Regions from separate parts of the Mus musculus genome. Here region 2 is linked to region 1. The links are chromatin contacts, called in public HiCAR-type maps. All regions are on one chromosome and are shown on one strand. The core of a region is the stretch at or near the end of the contact, and the rest is flanking DNA. Distances in the headings are between cores, read along the strand shown.

The links. HiCAR-type assays count read pairs that join an accessible place to other places.
Region 2: a HiCAR-type map of astrocytes shows a contact between it and region 1, with 5 times the contacts expected there. The contact joins the promoter of Dpy19l2 here to the promoter of Bmper in region 1. A contact is called at or near these places in 1 of 39 promoter capture datasets (hippocampal neurons) and 1 of 115 datasets of contacts at active chromatin or transcription factors (astrocytes).

Annotation. Positions count from the first base shown.
Region 1 is chr9:23,218,339-23,224,444 of GRCm38.p6, reverse strand. It overlaps Bmper (BMP-binding endothelial regulator), which reads right to left and starts at 1,369. Exons shown (of 15, transcript NM_028472.2): 1 at 672-1,369. The coding sequence starts at 804.
Region 2 is chr9:24,694,137-24,700,381 of GRCm38.p6, reverse strand. Dpy19l2 (dpy-19-like 2 (C. elegans)) reads left to right here and starts at 4,089. Exons shown (of 22, transcript NM_001166207.1): 1 at 4,089-4,600. The coding sequence starts at 4,219.

The DNA of each region.
Region 1 (6,106 bases), core at 120-2,619:
GAAATTCAGGACTGTGTCAAAGAACGGGCCTTTCAGGTGGATCTGCCAACTGTTGTGGGTTGAAATGCAATCACTTTTTGAAGCGCAATCTCTTTCCTCTTTAAAATATTCTCTTTTCTGCACCAGGTGTCAGTAAAGCATGTCCTTCAAAATAGAAGCCGAGGTCTTCACCTGCCTGAAAACCTGTAATTATCATATCATGCTATTAGTAACCTTTAAAAATAAGATCGCTTCTTTACATTCAAGGTCTGGAAAGTCATGTTTTAAAGATGCTGCCTAGCACCGTGGATTTATTGGAATCCTATGGTGTTGAGAAAAGAGGATGTGCGGGAAACGGCGCGGTCTTTTCCTTAATTGCACAAGAGTGGCTACGATTAAAACAAGGATTGGGGAAAAAAGATTAAATATAAATCAAGGAATTTCCCAACTTCATATAGCAGGGTGCCTATTAGCACTCTGTCAAAGGTAGCAGTCTCTCAGTCCCCCATCTCTCTACCTCTTCATAGCCTTCCCATCCCTTTTCTCTAGGCTTCTCCGCATCCCCACCGCCCGCGAGAGTCAGGCAAGGTGCGCGTTCCTCGTCCTCTCATCCCCGGTCTGCCAGTGCCTCTTCTCCCAAGAAACCACCCAGAGTCCCGGAGGACTGGTCCCTCCCGCCCCCACCCCCCTACCTGTCAGGAAGGAGGAAGCCAGAGACATGGGGACCCCGGAGCAATTGAGCAGCAGCAAGACGCAGCAGGTAATCCCAGGCGAGCGTCGGCAAGGACGCTCAGCCAGAGCCCTGACGCTGAAGAACCAGAGCATCGTCACCTGGAGGGAATCCCGGGCGACTGCAGGTCCCGCGTCGCCGCCTCTGCTCGGCAGCCGCTGCTCGCAGTCAAAAGGGCTGTGGGCCGGCGTGCCGGGAGACAGTCGGCTGAGGGAGGCGGGCGCCCGGAGCGGCGGGGGAGGAGTGGGGGCGCCCCGGGAGGAGGGGTCCTGCGGCCAGCCTCGGCCAATGCGGCGGCTTTTTTCTAAGGGAGTTGCTCTCAGCGGGTTAGCCGTCAGCCCCTCCGCGCCAGAGCTGGGCCGGGAGGAGGGGTGGCTGAGCGGCGGGATCTGGGGAGCGGCGGCGGCGACTGCCGAGTGCGCTCGCAGCTCTGGAGCCCGGCTGAGCTCCGGCTCCCGCACGCGCAGCTCCGGCCCGGCCCCCGAGCGCGGTGTCCGGCCCGCGCGCTTGCTCCGTGCGGGACCGAGGGGCGTACTAGGCTCTGCGCGGAATCCGCAGGGTCGCACGAGGGACTACGATCCTGGCGCCGGAGCTATGCCGGCTCAGAAGCGACAGCGGCGCACGCGAACGCCCAGCCAGGCGGTCTAGCCCAGCCCCGGCCACCGGCCCCGGGGCGCTGCCGGAGCCTGGAAGGCGCGTCTCCAGCGCCCTGCGCACCGCCTCCTCCCGCGCAGAGGAGCCGCCCCCAGCAGGGATGCCACTACCCGCTAGCGCCCGGAGCAGAAGACCCGGCGCTTCCCGCTGCCCCAGCTTCGGAAGGAGCCACGGATCGAATGCAGGAGGGTCCCTCAACTTTCCACAGCCCTTTGACTCCCTCGGGCAAAGGCGGGGGACTCACGAGGCTGAGGGGACAGAGGGACGAGTGACCTTGGAGATCAGGTTCCTGTGCTTATGCCTCTGTGGGCCTGACATTAGGGAGGACAGAAGTTGGAGCGACAGAAAGGGTCGGCTAATGCACGCACAACGGCCAGAGCCTTTCTCCCTTAAAGCGTGGATCGGTGGCTCAGACTCCGCCCTTCCCAGCCGGAGCTGCCCGGGCCAGGGAGGTGCGTTAGACTAATCATTCATTCACTCGCGGGCCAGGGAGGGACCGCTGCCGCTAATCTCCACGCAGGCCGCCTTCGCGGCGGCCGCCCAGCAGGGCACGCGGTGGCAGCCGCTACCCTGCAGCGTTTCTTGCTTGGGCGGCCCTGATGTCCCCCAGTCTCGGTCTTTGATCCCCTCGCCCCGCCACCCGGTACCCGCTGAGTCCCAGCATCCCTCCCACGTCCTGCCCCCCCCACACACACACACACCCGCCCTACACGCACCCGCCAAGCAGTGCCTGGCTCTACTCAAAAGGGGTGCTAATCTAGAAAAGAGAATTTTTATAACTACATTGGGAAGGTGCCAGGTGAGAGTGAAAGGTGCTTGGAACCAATGATCAGCTAGCCTTCTTTGGAGCCTACTGTGATCACATGCTCCCACCCACACGAAGAACAGCCAGCCAGCAGGTGCCCACCCCACATTAGTTCCTGAAGCGCCTTGTGGATCCAAACTCTAATTGCTGACAAGCCTAGTTTTCCCCTAGTCTCTGGCCAGTTTTAGGTAGCATTTGTAGCTGTAGTGAGAAACTCCTTTGACAGTCCTCAGATACACTCCTCTAATGTCACCACATTTACCTGCCCCTGCCTGCCATCCGCATGCTCATTTGTTTTTTTCTAGAGATTTAAAGGGTGCTTTTAGTGAGTGCATCGTGGCCAACATCCCAACACAAGGACCACATCTCTGTGACGTGGACAAGTGGGAGGAAGGAACGCTGTCATTAGCTTAGCATGCTCCATTTCCCTCTCAAAACAGATTTTGTGTAAAATTTAAATTAAAAGAGACAAGAGACAATGTGGTTACATGTTTCCCCCAAATAACACCATGGCTAGATGCCTTGAAAGTCAAAGTGTTGATTGAATGTTTCGCTGACTCCCTGAGTCTACAGAAATGTCAAACTGTATACACAGAGAGAGAGAGAGACAGAGACAGAGTTTTACTTCCCATAAGAACTAATTAGAAGAAAACCTAAAAGTTAAAAAATAATAATTGCCACAGAAAAGTACATTCAGTAGGAACCACTGTCCCTGCTCTCTAAAATGATTCTCCTTCAATAAAGTCTCTAGATAAATGTAACCTTTATAATTCAGGTAAGGAACATGAATTTTTGGAGATCCTAGGAGACCCAGTGTTCCCTCAGATGTCTGTAGACTTGGCTACATGTGCACTACAAAACTGCAAGACACCTGAAGAGCATGCCTGCCCCTCTGACTTGCCTCCCTTGGCCTGTCTCCTCAGTGTGCATGACTAATTTTTTTAGGGGGTGGGGACTTCTACCCTCTATGTGTGTGGCATTTCTACTATGGGTGGCTAGGGAAAAAAACGGGAAACCTTTTCACCAGCCTTGAAGTTGTGAATGAGAAGGTGGACAGAAGCCTCTGGAAACTCAGCTCTTCCTATATCACAGCTCACAGTGACCTCCATTTCAGAAAGAGCAAGCTATCCCCAAAGGCTCATCGGGGACTCCTGCAACCCCCATGCAACTATTGGTATTGTTACTCCAGAGTAGCAAACTCTCTCAGCTGCCAACTGGTCCCTAAGCCAAGCTGAGATATTCCAGGGTCACACAAGAAGAGATATGGGGGAAGGAAAGAGGGAAGACAAAGAGGAGGAAGAAGAAGAGAAGGAGGGGGAGGGGAAGGAGGAGGAACCTATCAAAGTCCCAAATATTGGCTGGAATCCAAAGGAGAAAAACAAGGTAGGGTAGGGATGTTTGCCTTGACTTCTGACATTGTTTATGGGTAAGGAGGTAATGGGGCCCAAACTCAGGGCCTAGCCTAGGCCCAGATCTGCAAAGTCTCAGTCCTTGCTCCATGAAATAAGCATGTGACCTGGCCACATGTAACAGGAGATATGTCTTAAGGCATTCTCACACCTCTCAAATCACAGCCTCAATTCCCACCGAAAAATGCACTGAACATGCAATTCAGGAGTTTCAAGAAACTTCCAGAAATCAGCTCACCTTCTCCACAGCAGAGAAACCAGACCTCTCCAAAGTGAACAGAAGAGCCTGTGACAGCAAGCACTAATTGTCCGTAAGTGTAGGAGGGTTGCACTCACAGATGGCACCTGCCTGGGTAAACTGAAAATGGTGAAGGACTGATCCACAAAGGCCCTAATCTGATGGGGCAAACTTAGAGACTGTGGAGAATGTGAACAGCCCAGGGCACATTTCCTTAGAAGAGAGGTTGTTTTTGCAGGCATGGTTAATGCTCTGGATATTTGGTAACTTTGGAAAGTATCATTTTTATATCTCCAAAAGGGTTTGGAACAGCAGTATGGATTGTGCCCACAGATTTATTATTTCTCAACCTCTTTATTGATAGCCATCTGATTCTTGCTAGGATAAAATTGAAAATACTCCTGAGGAGGTTTGGTTTGGTTTGGTTTGGTTTGGTTTGGTTTGGTTTGGTTTGGTTTGGTTTGGTTTGGTTTGAAGCACTAAAGATCTCAGAGCATACAATGGACTTCTTCAGCTTTACCTTGAAAGTCAAATGTCTAGGCTGTCAGAGTGGCTCAGTGGCAGAGCAGTTGCCTGACACACAGGAGGCGCTGTGGTCAAAGGGTGAGAAGGCTAAGAGCTAAGAGAGACAGGGTGTGCCAGGGCCACAGGGCGTGATAGTGGCAGAGCCCATTAGCAGGCTTCTGCCGGCTGGTAAACATGGCACTTCCCATTACAGATGCTCTGCCTTCTTGGATGATGAGTCATGGGAATTACAGGAAGAGGCCATGGGATATTTCAGATATGATGCAAATGAAAGTTATGGTGCTGGCACAATAGTTACTTAAATATTTATGGAACTGAACTGGACCCAAATATATGAGTTGTTTGACACCATAAAAATCCTGGACACTCCCATGTGTCCCTAGCGGAACGGTGATTTTATTCTCAGGTCACCTGACTACAATGTTTAGGGACTGTGCTGACTTCTAGGTTGCCTACTGGAGTGCTTTTGTTACTCATCTTTCAGAGTGGCTGGGACCCATGGAAGCCATGAGTTGTCTTATAGATTATAGTAGTAGGATTTCCTGTAACTCCCAAATGTCAAAGGCTTTGAAAAAGCATGATAAAAACTCAATCATTTGATCATTAGCCGGATCCTTTTGCACAGAAGCATTTTCCCCATATCTTGTCACCATAAGAACTGCATCCTTCACAGCATGCCCATACACAAAGCAATGCTTTAGGATAAACTGATAATACCAGAACTTTTAAAAACACCAATTGCCCTGAAATAACAAAACCATTGCTTTGTTTACTCGTTTTATTTCAGTTTGACTCAATACTGTAATAAATGTGATTCCTTTACCACCTGGCCCTGACCCATTGCAACCCCCATGTTCACCTTTGCCTCCAGCATAATGGAGCCTCATTACAGACGATGTAGAAAGATGTGCTGGGACACACAGTGCCTGCTCAAGGAAGTGCCTATGAGCTAAATCAGTGCCATTAAAGGTCACACATTTACCAGTTTGGCAAACAAAATAAAGTTAGTGTCATCCGAAGACTTGTATCTTTTTAACCCCTAAAATACTCCCATGTATGGATACACTGCCAGGGACTTGCTTTGAGAAAGAGTCCTCTTACTCCACTTTTTGCCTGGAATTTACCTTGCAAGCTTTATTGACACCAAAAACTGTAACTCCATCTTGAAGAAGTAAGGAATTGACAAAAGACTTTGGCTCAACCCAGGGAATCAGGATGCCAAACTAATACTTTTCTCCTGTTGGTCTATGCTTCACTAACTACATCCTGTCAGTCTTCCTTGCAGTAAACATCAACAGAGGAGAGAGAAACACTATCTCCAGTCGCTGTTTGCTATAGACATAGAGAGAATGGTCCAACATTGTTAACGGGGGATGTGTACCCCAGATTGCTATTCAGTGTGTGTAAGCTCTGGCCACATCTCAATTTCTGCTCTTCCCTTCTTCCTTAATCTAGAACCTGTAATGTATTCAGTGCTTCTGAGGTATGAACAGTAAAGGTCACTTTTTTTTAGTCTTTCCTGTAGTCATACTAATCACCCTAACTTATGCTGCTCCCATGATTAACTTCTAGCCAATGAGGCAGCAATATAAAGTGTCATTAAAGGACAGACATGTTCCCCTGTCTTTACTTCCTGCTGATGGCGGGAATCCATCTATAGTAAGTATTTGAGACTTCAACAACCATCTTCTGTTGAGAGGGAAAAAGCCCAAGGAACATAGTATAGCTGAGAAGAAGATTAGACTCTGATGCCGTGAAATATAATG
Region 2 (6,245 bases), core at 2,840-5,339, 1.5 Mb before region 1:
CAGCCCACAGAGAAGTGTAGTCCTCACCTGTCATCAAGGAAACTTCTCTTTGCAATAGAAACTATTAGAGAAAACCACAACCAATCAAAATGAAAAGATGTGAAGCTTAGTCCCAAAGAATACATCTAAAAAACACCTCTCTGACCTAAGGATCAGGGGTCATAGGTGATGTGGGTGGCGGGGGCGGGGGTGTGTGTGTGTGTGGAGGAAGATTGTAAGAACCAGAGGAACAGGAAACCTACCAGAGAAGCTACATTCATAAAGTATCGCAATGTAGCAGAACCAGAACCAAAACACGAGCAGAACCAGAACCAAAGCAATAGACATGGCAAAGTGGGCAGGGCAAGCCCAAGAGATCGCAACCCTACTTAAAGAACTGCAGGCAACTAAGGAATGCAGAAAGTGGAGGAATAGTCTTCTACAGGAGAGGGCACACCAATGCCAAACTGTCAGCCCTGAAAGCATACATACAAGTAGCATTACATAGACTGAGAAGGTTGTATTTAAGAATATATATAGTACTATATATATATATATATATATATATATATATATATATATACACACATGTATTATATATGTATATATGTATGTATATAACAAAAGTTAGTGAAAAAAGAGACCATGCATTTATTTTTCTTTTTAAAAATATTATTGATTTATGTGTTGTTCTCTGGAACTAGAGTTACAGATAGTGGAGAACCATCATATGGTTATTGGGAACTGGACTCAGGTACTCTGCAAGAACAACAAATGCTCTTAAACTTCTGAGCCATCTCTCCAGCTCTGAGGGCATGCATTTTGAAGAGAGCAAGGAGGGGTATTGAGAGGGTTTGGAGGGAAGGGGAAATATGATTATATTATAATTTCACAAAACATTTAAAAACTGATTGAATCAAAAAGGGTGTTACATAGGCAAATTTTAGATATATAGCTGGATAAGTTACCTTTAGGTAAGAGAGATAATTTTCTCAATCAGAGATGTGTTTGAATAAGAATGTCCCCCACAGGCTCAGATGTTTAAGTGCTTGGTTCTATCTCTGCCTTGTGGCTATTTTGTCAATGTGTAAGCTCTTAGCTACTGCTCCAGTAGATGCCTGCCTGCCCGCTGCCATGTTTTCCCCACCATGACAGCCATAGACTCTGCTATTACTACTTCAGGCTATTGCGATGTCAGGACTGACCATGCTGGGTTTGGGAGATATGTGCATGATTTGGGGGCTTTGAACTAGGAAAGCAGTTCAAATCCATGAGGTTGGCAGGCCATCTTCATAGAAACTTGGTTGGCAGTAGTACTAGGAACAGTGTGGACTGTGGCAGCCCAGTTCAAGAGATTTCAGAGGGGAGCAATATGTTCAAGAGATTTCAGAGGGGAACAATATTAGCAACTTAGATGTTAAGTCTATTCTTGTGATATTTTAGCAAAGAATGTGGCTGATTTCTGCCTTGTTCTAAGAATTTTTTCTGAAGCTAAATTGAAGAGTTTTGGGACTAATTTAAGGACAGTTCCTCAGGGTTCCCTACTCAGGTGATGAGTTGACATTAAAACCTCATATACCACTATATATTGGACTAGATTCAGGAAACACATCATGTTTATTTTTCCTTTAACACTAATAGGAAATATTTTCTATTATCACTAACTATTCACTCAAAAATGAATTAATGGCCCCGATGCTGCATGCCATGAGTAATTCTAGAACTTAGTACTTGATGTTGAGACTATTTCTAATATTTTATTGATAACAATTAATAGCACAATGAATATCCACATAAAAGTATTTTTAAAGGGTGAGAGGGACTAGATTTTACTTTTAAGGATGGGCCATAGGTCCCTATATGCTTCACGGACAAGGGAAAGAAAGTACAGGGAAAAGTTAACAAGCAAGGAAGAGGTAATTGACACAGACTGGACTCAGTCAGCCCCTCAACCCGCGGGATAATCAGGGTCCTGGTACCCAGGTAGGCAAGGAGTCTGCAGGGTGACAGAGTCAAACATAAGGGAGTGTTGATCTGAATGTAATTTCTGAAAGTGATCATCAGACTTATATTACAGAAGAAGTTGGGTGACACATCAGCCAAGGTACATTGAGGTTACCCGATGCTTAATGACTACAAAACAGAAGGATACATACATAAAGACCAGCAGGAACTAGGCAATGCAACAACTGAGACAAAGTCAGCTCTATCTAAGGTCAGCTATATTCTTAGAAGCCAGGTGTGAGGTCGTTGAGCTCCTGGGGCAAGGGCTTTCATGCCCAAGCCATAGTTCTAATTCTGATTCATTGTTTAATCCACCACCAGCCAGCTCTTAGTAAATACCTAACTATGCTATTCCTCTGGGCTAGTGAAAGTATGTGCTAGGGAGTTCTGCTCTAGCTAGCCTTCTCATGAATAATGCAACACTCTAGTTCCTCCTTAAACCGCAACCCCATCTTCTTCCTAAACCATTGTAAATTCCTGTACACTGGAATGACTCGGCTGTTATTCTAAGTGATTTTGTGGGGGACTTTCTTCTATTAAGTAATGTAGTCTGCCATACATAACTATAACAAGAATTCTAAACTTACTTTGCTAAGCTTGCCCTGAAATTTCTAACTCTATGTAGTAGATAGTAATACCTGATTTCTTCTACTATCTCTCTTTCAATACTAGAGGCAATTCATCGGAATAGGTAACATTCTTATAAAATTCCAAGCCCAGGGTGGGCTGAAGGGCTGCCTAGGACATTGGTGAAAGCCAGGAAGCAAAGTTTAATCTAACTTAAGGTATCTGACAAATCATTGCTTGGAGACACCTATAATAAAACAATACTGAAAGAAAGTGCACTGTCCATGCACTGACTAACGCAAGGACAAGTTTGGAGCATTCATGCTATGGGATGCCAAGACTCCAGGAGACTAAGTTTCTGTGAAACTTTTTGCCCCAGGGCTGCGTCCATGCTTTTGGGCTTGCCACACAGACTTCACTGGAGTGGGTGTGGCAGTAATCCCCATGCTTCCTTGATTGCTACAAAATACAGAATTAAAATGCTTACACTAAAGATAAGATTTCCATTTAGACACTGTGTATTCATTTAAGAATAGAGTTCTGCCAAGTGAATATGGTGCCAAAACTTATAATCCTAGGATAGAGAGGCTGAGAAAGGAAGGAGTTTGAGATCAATCTGGACTACAGAGTTAAGATGTCTCAATTGTACATTTTGTGTGTGTGTGTGTTTGCCAAACACCAATACCATGTATTTTAAACTCAAAGATGGGCAAACAAAATGTACAACCTGTTCAAAATGTGAGCAAAGCACCCTATTTGTGGTCTTCTGTTTCGTATGCACTGAAGAATAAAACATCTTAAACAGCAAACAGTGCCAGGAATGCAGAAATGCCGCTTGAGAAAAATCTTACAAAACAACAAATTGATAGCAACAGCACTTACTTGTTTCACATGTGTTTATTTAGATCAGGGAGCAGATGAATAGAACTTCCAGTGAGCTCTCAAATAATGCGGACTAGAAAAACGGGCCAGGAGTAGAAGGCAGAAGAAACGGCTGGACAAACCATGGGGAGGCATGGATTTGTGGAGGGTGAGGGAGGAAGGGAAGGGCAGGAAGGGGGGCGGGGTTCCTGATGTGGGTCTCACTTGCAACAACGGGAAGATCTGTGTTCAGAGATAGGCAAGGTAGGCAAGGCGATTGTGGGTGTTAGGGAGCTCAAGAAGTCCTAAACCAAAATGGGGTTTACTGCAGCCAAACAGACTGACATAAGACCTGGAACGTGGTGGTGGCCTTTATAGTCCTCTATAGAGAATGCAAGGTCAGGACTGGCTTTCTTTGGTTCAGGGCGGCTTCTTGTTTAGGAGTTGTTGAACACTCTGAGCTCAACCGTCCTTCTGGCCAGAAACTGAGCGATTTTGTTAGAACAATGTTACTTAACCAAAGAGCTCTGTCCTGTAGGGGAAAACCTAGGCGAACTCCAACGCCCAGACCCTGGGGAAGGCTACACCTCTTGCAAGTCCTGCTCAGGGGCGCGCGGGCTGGGCTGCACGTGGACAGCGCAAGATTGCCTAGACTGCACGCTCGCCATCCTTGTTTCACGGTCGCCATGACGACGAGGCTGCCCGCAACGGTGGCTGGTCGTTGAGGCTGCCTGGTGGTGTGTCCGCCCCCCGGACATTGCCCAGCGGTGATCCAGCTCCATCCACCTGATCACGGGCTATGAGAAGATGGTGGGGCCGACAAGGAGTAAGCTCAGGGAAGGGAGCTCCGACAGGCCACAATCCTCCTGCACGGGGCAGGCGAGGAGGAGGTGGAGCGCAGCGACCATGGAGCCCCAGCAGGAGCGAAGCGCGCCCCAGGAGAGAACGAAGTGGTCGTTGCTGCAGCATTTCCTCCTAGGCGGCAGGAAACTGCCCTCGGGTGCTCGCAACTACGCGGCGCGGAGGATCCAAAGTCTGAACGCACAAAATTACTTTCAGCTGGAAGAGGTCGCCAAGCTCCTTCTTCTTAACCGCTTCCAATTCCTCTTCACTCTCCTGGACCACTTTCGCGAAAAGGTGCAGGCACTGCAGATGCATCGGTTCTCCCACAGGACCCTCTTTGGCCTAGGTGAGCCGAGTCTGCTCAGTGTTCCAGCCGAGGCTGTGCAGGGTTTTTCTCCCAGCGTAGAGACTTGAAGGGTTTGTTTGGGTCTTGGAGATTTGGTCCACTAGTGTTTGGATTGTTGGATGAGTTGGTGGCGAGATCTGAGAATTGCATGCCAGGAATTCTCAGACTTCTAGTTCTTGTTTTAAACTTTTTTTTTTTTTTTTTTTTTTTTTTTTTTTTTTTGCGAGATTTTCCAACTTAGTGGTCACCTACACGCCAACAAAAAGTTATCCTAATCAGAGCGTAGAAGAGGTTGTCTACTATCTGGATGGAATTAGGTTTCTTCGTTTTTTGAAATAAAAGGTCCTTAGCTGAGATCACCAATAGTGGAGGAAGGAGGAGGGTAGATATGTTAAACCTGCTGACAGGCACTTATTTCCATCCTGCTGAGCAACTCAGGGTGGGGGAGGGGGCTTCGCACTTCTTCCATTTATTCCTCTAATTTTCTGTAGCTTTCTACTGTAACTCAAATATTGCTGTTGTCTGGTATTTGAGCCTAGCTGCTGATATAAACACTTCAATTCAAGTTGTTGTCACCTCCTCCCATCCTGACCTATTTGAATGCTGATGTAAAAATAAGATGAGTTGCCACATTGAAGTGCTAACAGCAGTAATTAAGGAAGAGTTGAAATTCATATTTAGATTTCCATCTGATGTTTATGCCAGCAGACCCACGCCAAGTCCACAATCAACATGGATTGTTTTCCCAAGTCCAAGTTCCAGTGTTCCAAGAGTTACACGCAGGAGTTACCCCTGAGCGGCTAGTGAAATAATAGCTCACATTACTGAGTGAATGTTCAGGAGAGACAGTTAATACTTTAGAGTGGATGTAAGATGCTGTATCAGAGAGGACTTTTAGAAAAGGATAGAACCTGAGTTTTAGGAAAGGGCTAGTGTTTGGATGTGTGGGGCTGTTAAGTGGGGGATGTGTGTGTGATGCTTACAGAAGGGCAGGATCCAGGTCCTAACAGTAAGACAGCATGGTGTAAGAACAAAGTCTAGTAGAAGGAGGAGGCTGTGGGGAGCAGTCCAGCTCAGAACTGGGTGTGAGGGATTTGAACTCATTCCGTGTGAAGGCATGGATTCTTTTCTTTCTTTTTAAATTACGTTTTAATCCTAGATTTTAATAAAATCACATCATTTCTATCCTCCCCTTCTTCTTCCCTCACCCTCTCATGCATTTCCCTTACTCTCCTCCTTCTTTAAATGTTACACACACACTGATACCTAAGTCCATAAATACAACCTTCTCAGTCCATATAATGTTACTTGGATGCATATGTTTTCAGAGCTAACCATTTGATACCAGATAACCAGGTGGTGTGCTATTCCCTGGGAAGGCTGTTCTCTTTGAAACTTTTTAATGAGCTACTATAACATAAAATGTGCACTTTATATAAAAATAGCATTATATATATATATATATATATATATATATATATATATTTAAGACATGATTTGTTCACGTTAATGAGAACCGTCCATGGCACTTGGTAGCTAAGTGATGTTGGCAATGAGTCTTTCAACCTTGGAAGGCTGCTTGATCAGAGTGTGCGTTTGAGAGTGTGAGGGTTGAAGTGTCTACTGTGGACTGGAGATGGGCTGA